Linked DNA regions of Mus musculus: region 2 is linked to region 1. A link is a contact called in public promoter capture Hi-C data. All regions are on one chromosome and are shown on one strand. The core of a region is the stretch at or near the end of the contact, and the rest is flanking DNA. Distances in the headings are between cores, read along the strand shown.

Region 1 (4,496 bases), core at 718-3,217:
TCGTCTGAACAGGATAAGTATGGAATGGGGGTAGGACCCCCAATACCAAAACTCTAGAGCCTTAATATCCTTGTAAACCTACTTTCTAAAAATACATTATTTTTATGCATATGAGTGCTTTACCAGTTTGTATGTCTGCGCACCACGTGCATGAAGTGCCCATGAAGGCCAGAAGAGCCAACACTCTTAATTACTGGGCCACCTTTCCAGCACTCCACCCCAAACCTACTTTTATGTGGCTTATGTCTCCACTGTAGGAAGTCTCGGGACTTCTGGACACCCTGATGGTAACCAGAGCCCATGCCCTCACTCCTGCATACATAGAAGTCCTACATCCCTATCTGAGTGCTTCTATTCTTGGCTGCATGATATTCTTCTCTTCTTTTGGGGTGCCAGGGTTCCTCATCTTGCCTTACATCTGCATCTCTATGTAGGTTTTCTTGGGTTCCCAGTGGTCCTTTACTTCTGTTGGGGTGCTTATGTTATTGAATTAATGGTGGCTTACATTCTGCCTTAGGTACAAACAACATTGAATTATGATGGTAGGTCTCTTGGGAGCCTGGTGCTCCCACCCTTTCTCCCTGAGGACCTCCATCCATCCGGGAGCATGTACACTCTTGCTACCAGAATCCTCTCTACCAGGTCACTAGGAATGCTGTTGTCAGGGGCCATCAGTATCTGTAGAGTATCAGCTACCTGGGATCACAGTGGCTTGAATCTCCAGCAACCTGGGGTCTTTGGGACTGAACCTCTTCAAGATGACAAAGAACTGACCCTTAACAGCAAAGGCACACTTCCTATTCTCAGGAAATACAAGTGAACTTTAGACTAATCAGCTAAATATCACTGACACTGGGATGCTGGGGCAGAGGGAACTAGGAAGCTTCGGGTGTCTCGGGACGGCATTTGGTTGCAGGAAGCTCATCCTGTGCTTAGAATGGCAGGAAAGTCCACAGTCCAACTCACCTTCAAGTCTTCCCAAGGTTTAGAGTTCTGGGCTTTGAGAAGCCCCAAGGGAGCACTGTGCACATAAAGACACAGAGGGCAGGGAAAGCCCAGAAGCTCCTGCGCTGCTGCTTGACTGGGTTTCAGTCTTGTTTTGTTTCCCCTAATGAATTTTAATGCCCTTTAAGGCAAAGCGCTCGTGAATCCTGGGCAAGAGATGGTATAACATGAAGAAGCCATGAAGAGGGATGGCAGCCTTCCACAGGAGTAAGATCTATCATGGAGCTTGCTTCTCCATGTTAGTCTTGTGGGGATCACAAAGCGAACAGACAAAAGCTCTCTCCTCTGTCACATACACACACAAACACACTCATCAAATATGACGACTTGCACTAGAATGGTCCCCAGTTGGTGGAACTTTTTTTTTTTTTTTTTACATTCACATCAAATATCTGAAATCATTAACCCAGTCCACATTTTAAACTGGGCTGTGTGCAGACAGGAGTGGGGATGGTGTGCAGTGCTCCACCACTGAGCAACCCTTAGAGCTCACAGAGGTACCCTTTGTCCAGGTCTGGCCACCAAACAATGGGTAGGTGAGCGAGAGCCTGTGTAGGTGAGAATGGGGACAGCAGGTCCCTGAGGACCACCCGCACCCATTGCCAAGGAGCAGACACAGCTTGGAGGGTGAGGAAGTGGACACTCAACACTGAGGCTCTGGAGCCCACAGACCTGGGTTCTTGCTTGTGACAAGTGAGGTCTAAGGGAGTGGCTCAGGTTCCAATTTCCTCCTAGCAGGTGCATGCAGAGACCAAAGTGGGCATTGGGGAGGACCAACTATGACAAGACACAGGCTGTAGGCCAGAAGGGCCAAGAAGAGAAGCGGCAGCCTCCCACCAGAGTGATGGCCTTTGAGCCATCCCAGATGCCCCTCCCAGATGCCCCTCCCAGATGCCCCTCCCAGATGCCCCTCCCAGATGCCCCTCCCTTCCAGGTTAATTCTGTGGTGATCACAAGCTCAGGTGGACTTTGGCTCCCTGCCTCATCACAAGCTCACTCCTTCCCCATGGTTATCAAACACCTAGGTGCTCGCCAAGGAGACCTCTACCCAGGGGAGCCCAGGGTAAGTTGCACTGTCCCAAGGTTCACCTAACACGTGCATCTTGGGCTTCAGGCAGGACCAAGAATCTTGGGCAAGAGATGGTATAACATGAAGAAGCCATGAAGAGAGATGGCAGCCTTCCACAGGAGTAAGAGCTATCGTGGAGCTTGCTTCTCCACGTTAGTCTTGTGGGGATCACAAAGCGAACAGACAAAAGCTCTCTCCTCTGTCACATTCCAGCCTTTGACTTCTGGTTTATGATTATCCAGGAACCAGCCAATGAGGCACCAGCCCACGTCTATTCTTCAGAGGTGGGGCATGGCCTGGCAGGTTCTGGATGTTATCAGTGACTGTGGCCATTTTGGACACTCGGCTGTAGTAGCAGCTAAGAGGACAGAGAGACAAGGTTGGTGTTCCTGAGGGTGGGGGTCTAGAGTCCCACAGCCTTCCTGGGTGTTTGAAGGTAGGGTGCTTGGGGCTTGACCCTTGTCTTTTAGTGGATTGAAACTTTCTAACCAGGGGAAGAAGATTTACTGAAACTTACTATTGGGAAAGTGTGATTCTGGTATTTATAAATCCTGAAGAGGAAGCACAACTGGGAACCACATCTTCCTTCCACGGGCTACCATGTCCATGTACCACAGATCAGGTAGCCTGTAACTTGGTAAGGATAGAGGTGGAAGGAGGACTGACTGTACAAACTTGCAGTATTAAATCCCCCAATTCACCCCGGAAACCAGTTATTACACTACCGTGGTCAGTAGATGAGCACACACACAGGCTCAGAGAAGTTGACATGCCTAGGTTTCAGTGACTTTGCAGGGGAGGAGTCTGGGGTATAATGTTCTGGAAACTGATGCCTTCTCCCAGTGTTGGTGTTCTACTCCCTCCTGGGTGGCTGTGAAAACCTGCGAGGCTAGAAGCTGGGTGGTGAGTAGAGGTTTAGAAGATGCATCTGGCTTCCTTTGTCTCCTTTAGGGCTGCGAGGCAGCAATATAAACAGATCTGGTGTCTCTCATGGATGCTGAGATTTGAGACGAAGTTTCCCCATGGCTTCTTTTCGCATCCGCCAGTTCCAGGAGAGGGACTACAAACAGGTCGTGGATGTGTTCTCCAGGGGCATGGAGGAGCACATACCCACTGCCTTCCGCCACTTGCTGACACTGCCCCGAACCCTCCTGCTCTTAGCTGTGGTGCCCCTTGCCATAGTCCTGGTGTCTGGCTCCTGGTTCCTGGCTGTTGTATGCATTTTCTTTCTGTTCCTATTCTTGTGGTTCCTCGCCAGCAAGCCCTGGAAGAATTATGTGTCCAAATGTTTACACACAGACATGGCTGACATCACCAAGTCCTACCTGAGTGTCCGTGGCTCAGGTTTCTGGGTGGCTGAGTCTGGGGGGCAGGTGGTGGGTACAGTGGCTGCTCGGCCAGTCAAGGATCCTCCGTTAGGGAGGAAGCAGCTGCAGCTCTTTCGCCTGTCTGTGTCCTCACAGCATCGAGGACAGGGGATAGCGAAAGCGCTGACCAGAACTGTCCTCCAGTTTGCAAGGGACCAGGGTTACAGTGATGTTGTCCTTGTGACTGGCCTTTTGCAGCAAGGTGCTGTGACTCTCTACTACAGCATGGGCTTCCAGAAGACAGGTGAATCCTTCGTGGACATACTCACATGGCTTGTGGATGTTTCTCTAATTCATTTCATATACCCACTCCCTTCTGCTCAAAAATATGAGTTGTGATCTCTCTCAGTGTGTCTGTCAGCCTCTGGTTTACTATGCTGTGGGAATAAATAACCCAGAGATTGTGGTGGACAAATCACAAAATTGTCTTTGTTGTTTTCATTGTATTCCTGCTCGTTAGATGATCAGTGGAGAATGAGGGCAAATGAAGTGCTCTGATGCCGTTCACACAACTCCTGACAGAGGGCCAGCACTGGCCACTGGTGCTGTGGGATAGTTTTCATGGCCTGACTAACATGTGTAGTCCCTGCTGGCACTAGCTAGACTCAGCCTATGGGCCAGTGTGAGTCTCTGGAGGATATGTGGGTTCAGAAAGAGGATGTGGAATTGGAGACTCTAATTCTCCTCTGTCACATCTTGCAACTGAGGCTGGACCCACCCTGCTTAATCATTCCATCTACAAGTCTCCAGTACATTACCAGACTGCATGCTGTTTCATCTCTACCACAGCAGTGCCATTAGGTGTTTAGGTGTCCAGGGTTCGCTCATACAATCACTTGTGACATGCAGGAAGCACCAGGGCTACTCTTCATCCTGTCATTTCATTCTGGTCACAGATCTCTTTTCTGAGGGATTTGATGGGTGACTGTCATCCTGCCAATGTGCCTTGCCACAGGCCCATTTATCTTCTTGAAGCCCCTTTGCCAAGTCATGGAGTATTTCCAAATTCAAGTATCTTATTACCAGGGACTATGGACCACACTCTGGTCCCACAC
Region 2 (4,732 bases), core at 2,148-4,647, 2.0 Mb before region 1:
TCTGGTTACTAGTGGGCATCTTGGAAGACTGTGTTTTAATTTGGGGGGTGGGGGAGGTTTGATTTTTCGAGACAGGGTTTCTCTGTGTAGCTCTGGCTGTCCTGGAACTCACTTTGTAGACCAGGCTGGCCTCTAACTCAGAAATCCGCCTGCCTCTGCCACCCCCACCCCCAGCGCTGGGATTAAAGGCGTGAGCCACCACCACCTGGCCCGTGTTTTAATGTTTTTAGTGCATAGATTCTGGATAGAGAAAAGAAACAGTATTTGAGGTCCATAGAAAGGTACAGGAGGGCTGGTGAGTTGACTTGGTGATTAAGAGCACTGAATGCTCTTCCGAGGGTCCCGTATTCAAATCCCAGCAACCACATGGTGACTCAACCACCAGTAGTGAGATCTGACGCCATCTGGTGTGTCAGAAGACAGTTACAGTGTATGTATAGTAATAAATCTTTGGGCCGGAGCAAGCAGGGACTGAGCAAGAGATCCTACAGTTCAATTCTCAACAAACATGAAGGCTCACAACTATCTGTACAGCTACAGTGAACTCATAAAATAAATCTCAAAAAAAAAAAAGATGCAGGTGACATTGACAAAAGCATATTTTGAGGAATATTTTTAACTTGGAAATGTTCTTTTTTTTTTTTTTTCTCTCTTTCAACCAACTCAGTCTACTACATTTTTCTATCCTGGCATAGATGACAAAACAAGGCTTTTCTAATGAAGTGATTGAATTGACAAATAGATCGTGTTGTCTCATTGAGGATTCTTAAATGTTTTACTTTTTTAAAAATTCTGTGCATATGGGTGTGAATGTGGAGGTCAGAGAACAGTTTGTAGGAGGCGTTTCTCTTACGTGTAAATTCCAACATCAAACTAAGGTCATCAGACTTGCTAGTAAACACTCCCCTCATTTGAACTGTGAGCTGGGTGTAGTGGAATACACCTGTAGTTGCAACATTGGGAGGTTGAAACAGTATTAACATAGAGTTCCACATCAGCCTAAGATGGATAACAAGACCTTAAAAAAAAAAAAAAAACCCAAAACCTAAAAGCTTTGTGGGTTTTTATCCAAGGTGTGGCTGCACACCTGTAATGCCAACACCCGGCAATCAGGAAGATCAGAGTTTAAGGCACCATTTTCAGCTACAAGGCAAGTTCCAAGCCAGCCTGGGCTACTTGAGATCCTGGATGAAAATAAGTCTTAGAAGTCGGGTATCAAGACACATGTCTTTAGCTTGAGGCTAACCTGAGCTACACAGGCCAGCAGAACAACCTAGTGACACCCCCCCCATGTCTTAATGTGAAGAATGACCATTGTTTGGAATAAAATATTTTAAGACAATGGCCAAAACCATTCAAATTCAAAAATTCCTCTCCTTAAATTTAGAGAGAATTGGCCTGGGCCTGGCAGTGGGCTCTCGACTGCTCATGATACTGCCAGTTCTCAGCCTAAGCTGGTGGTTCCTGATTAGGGTCATCTCTCAGAATAAGGAAGGGGGTGGGAAATGGAGAGGGCTGGGGTTTGTTTTTAATGTGCTAGGCATTTAACCTAGTGTTCTTTCATTTCATGGGAAGTAGAGGAATGCTCATCTCTGACTTCATTTCCATTGGCTCCCCCTCCCCCCAGCCAGAAAAGGTCAGAACTCCACAAATCTCTGAATGTGAAATATCAGTGCTTTAGCAATGCAGAAATTAAGAGTTAAGGCAAAAATTCTTGGGGCTCCTGACCCAAAGCACCACCGACAATCATTTGGTTACATCCCCACAACCTATTTGGAAGAAGTGGGGGACACAGAATCTAGTTGGGTGACCGGCTGCCCACTTACATATATGTTCTAAAGTATCTGTCAGAACCTGTTTGATCCTGAACTACTAGTTCACGCCTCTGCTGAGATCTTGGAAAGCCGATATAGTGAGCTGACCATGGCTGAGATGTACAGCCAAAAACGTCTGCCAAATGCATACCAAAACAAATATTCTGGTTCCTGTCACCTACATCTGACTGCAAATGTCACTGGTTTTTAGCTCAATAAATGCCGTATACCTGAGCTTTGATGCAGTGTGCTTTGGGACAAGAGCCTGCCCACTAGTTGCCAACTAATAAGGGACTCTAATTTGGTCTTATATGCACGGTGGTAACATTCTTGCATGGACTATGACAGGGTACTCTCCTTAGTGTTGACTCAGTGGGAGAGCCCACCACCATTTCCAGAATCCATCTCTGCTAAGTGACTCACGTAGTCTCTAACTTCCCACTTGCTCCAGGTAGCTTTTTCTTCTCTGGACCTTACTCCGTATTTCATTTTCTTCTCATTACGTTTTTGTTTTTCGAGTCGTTTCGTGTGGCTATCCTGGAACTTAACTTTGTAGACTAGCTTCAAACTTCAAAGATATGCCTGCCTTCTGAGTCTTGGGATCCAAGCTGCCTTTTTCTTTAGTTTTTGAGGCAAGTTCTCACTATGCACCCCCGGCTCGCCTGGATTTCCTCTCTATGAAGACCAGGGTGTCCACCAGTTCACAGAAACTGGCCTCTTTTGCCATCAAAATGCTGGGATTGAAGGCATTAGCCAACAAGCCTGGCCTTATCTCTGTATTTTATTTTAATTAATTAATTAATTTGTTTTTTCGAGACAGGGTTTCTCTGTGTAGCCCTGGCTGTCCTGGAACTCACTTTGTAGACCAGGCTGGCCTCGAACTCAGAAATCCGCCTGCCACTGCCTCCTGAGTGCTAGGATTAAAGGCGTTCGCCACCACCGCATCTCTGTATTTTAAAAGATGTGGTCTCTGCCTTCTGGGAATGTGTGGAGAGAGAGCTGATTCCTTGGCTTAAATGTTTCTTTCACGATCACATCTGTCAGTTTCATGGAAACAGCCACCTTTAATAAAGAATAATGATAATTATACACGTTTCTTAAAAGGAGGACGATCATAGTCTCAGTCACTGTTCAGCTCCAGGTAAATGGCAGGCAGCGGTGAAGAAGCCTCCCAGGAAGACAGGTTCGCCCCAATGGCTATGGTTTGCCCCAGTGCCTGCGCCTGGCGGGTCCAGGCAGGTGACAGAACTCCACGCAGGGTCCCTAGGGGCTATGAACACTCAGTGCATTCAGAGAGGTGCAGTCATTTTCAAAAAGGTCATCTGCTGTCATAGAAGACTCAGGAAGGGCAGAGGCAGGCGAATCTTTGACCGCAGTTACCAGCAGAACGAAACCAAACGACAAATGACGCACACATTCCTGCCGCGCAAGCGTAGTCTTGCTGACTTAGGCGCGGGATGACGCACTGGACACGCGTCGGCGGGAAGCCGCCTACCGAAGCTCCACTGCAATTCTCTCCCCTCCCTCGTCCTCCCTCCCTCGCTTCCGGTCCTTAATTTCCGGTCCTTTCCATTTAGTCTTCCGACAAAAAGACCAGACTGTCCGCTGTTTTCCGTTCCCGCGTCTGCCTGCCTTGTTCCGGGCGCCTGAGCACGTTGCGTTGCAGAGCGGCGCCAGGGCGCCCTCGCCGGCACCATGGTGAGTGCGTTGGGGAAGGGATGGGGCTCACGGGGGACCCGAGGTCTGGGCCAGTGTGCGGCCTCGGGCTCCCTGGCCTATGCCGGGATTCTTTTCCCACCTGGCGTAGCTGTAAGAAATGGCAAGAAAACTGAGTTTGGGAGCTGTATTGCGTCTTGGTGGTTCAGTCTGGGTGAAGCACATTATGCGTAGAGACTGAACGGCCCGGGCGTTCTCAGGTTCCACGGATAGGACCTTTTAAAGGGCAGGGTCTCCACGCCTTTGCTTGCCTGAAACCGAGGACAGAATCTGACATTCTCTAGACGTGTGTGACATAACCGTGAGTGAATGAATAGGATGGGCTGATCTGTTGAGAGGTTGTGATTCTCGGTTTCATTCACTCAAGAAGCGTTTAATATGGAAGTATGAGATCAGACACAGTGTTGGTTCAAAGAGGCGCAGTTACTGTAGTAATTTCAAAGTAAAGTGTCCGTGGACCTCGAGAGATGGCCCAGTGATCAAAAACCACTTCACTTTGGTTCCCAGCACCCACATGGTTGCTTACAATCATCCAAAACTCTAGTTTTAGGGGATCCAACACCCACTTGTTAAGTGACACTAGACACTCATGTGGTGCACTTACATGCATACATGCAAAGCACTCATACACATACAAAAAATATTAAAAAATTAAAGGTAAAAATCCCCTTAAAAGTATACGGAGTGGCTTTCATACTTCTGAGATTTATTGATGTCTTTGAAATCTGTATAGTCTTATCTACAAAACCAGCCCATTTTGGTAGATATTTATCTATATGCATATACCAAATTATGTTTAAGGATCAGGTGTAAGTATATGCATAACCACGTGCAAAATATGGACACATTCAAATATATAGGCCTTCTTGTCAGTCTGTGCTTTATAATACTAAGTAGAAAAAAAACATTAATACACTTTGGGCGGGGTGGTATTTACACATACATAGGGGCAAACAGATACATACTCCTGTTAAATAAAACAGATGCATAAACATTTAAGGAAGCCATGGAATGCTTACAGAGGATGTTTTGGACACTACAGACTGTTGAGAACAGAAACCTAAAAAGGAGAGGAAACAGTGGTCTTGAACAGCTACTTCTGAAGGAGGGTGTGTCCTGTATTGATGTCATGTTCATATATCCACCTTCCACTGGCCAGGTTCCTTTCAGAGTTGATTGGAAGGGGCAATCTGAAGGGCAAG

Evidence for each region. Promoter capture Hi-C pulls out the DNA fragments that hold promoters and counts their contacts.
Region 2: a promoter capture Hi-C map of liver shows a contact between it and region 1, with 4 times the contacts expected there. The contact joins the promoter of Isy1 here to the promoter of Nat8 in region 1. A contact is called at or near these places in 2 of 39 promoter capture datasets (frontonasal cranial neural crest and liver).

What each region holds. Positions count from the first base shown.
Region 1 is chr6:85,829,750-85,834,245 of GRCm38.p6, reverse strand. Nat8 (N-acetyltransferase 8 (GCN5-related)) reads left to right here and starts at 1,967. Exons shown (of 3, transcript NM_023455.4): 1 at 1,967-2,068; 2 at 2,317-2,453; 3 at 3,026-3,859. The coding sequence starts at 3,097. The coding sequence ends at 3,780.
Region 2 is chr6:87,837,424-87,842,155 of GRCm38.p6, reverse strand. It overlaps Isy1 (ISY1 splicing factor homolog), which reads left to right and starts at 3,397. Exons shown (of 11, transcript NM_133934.4): 1 at 3,397-3,512. The coding sequence starts at 3,510.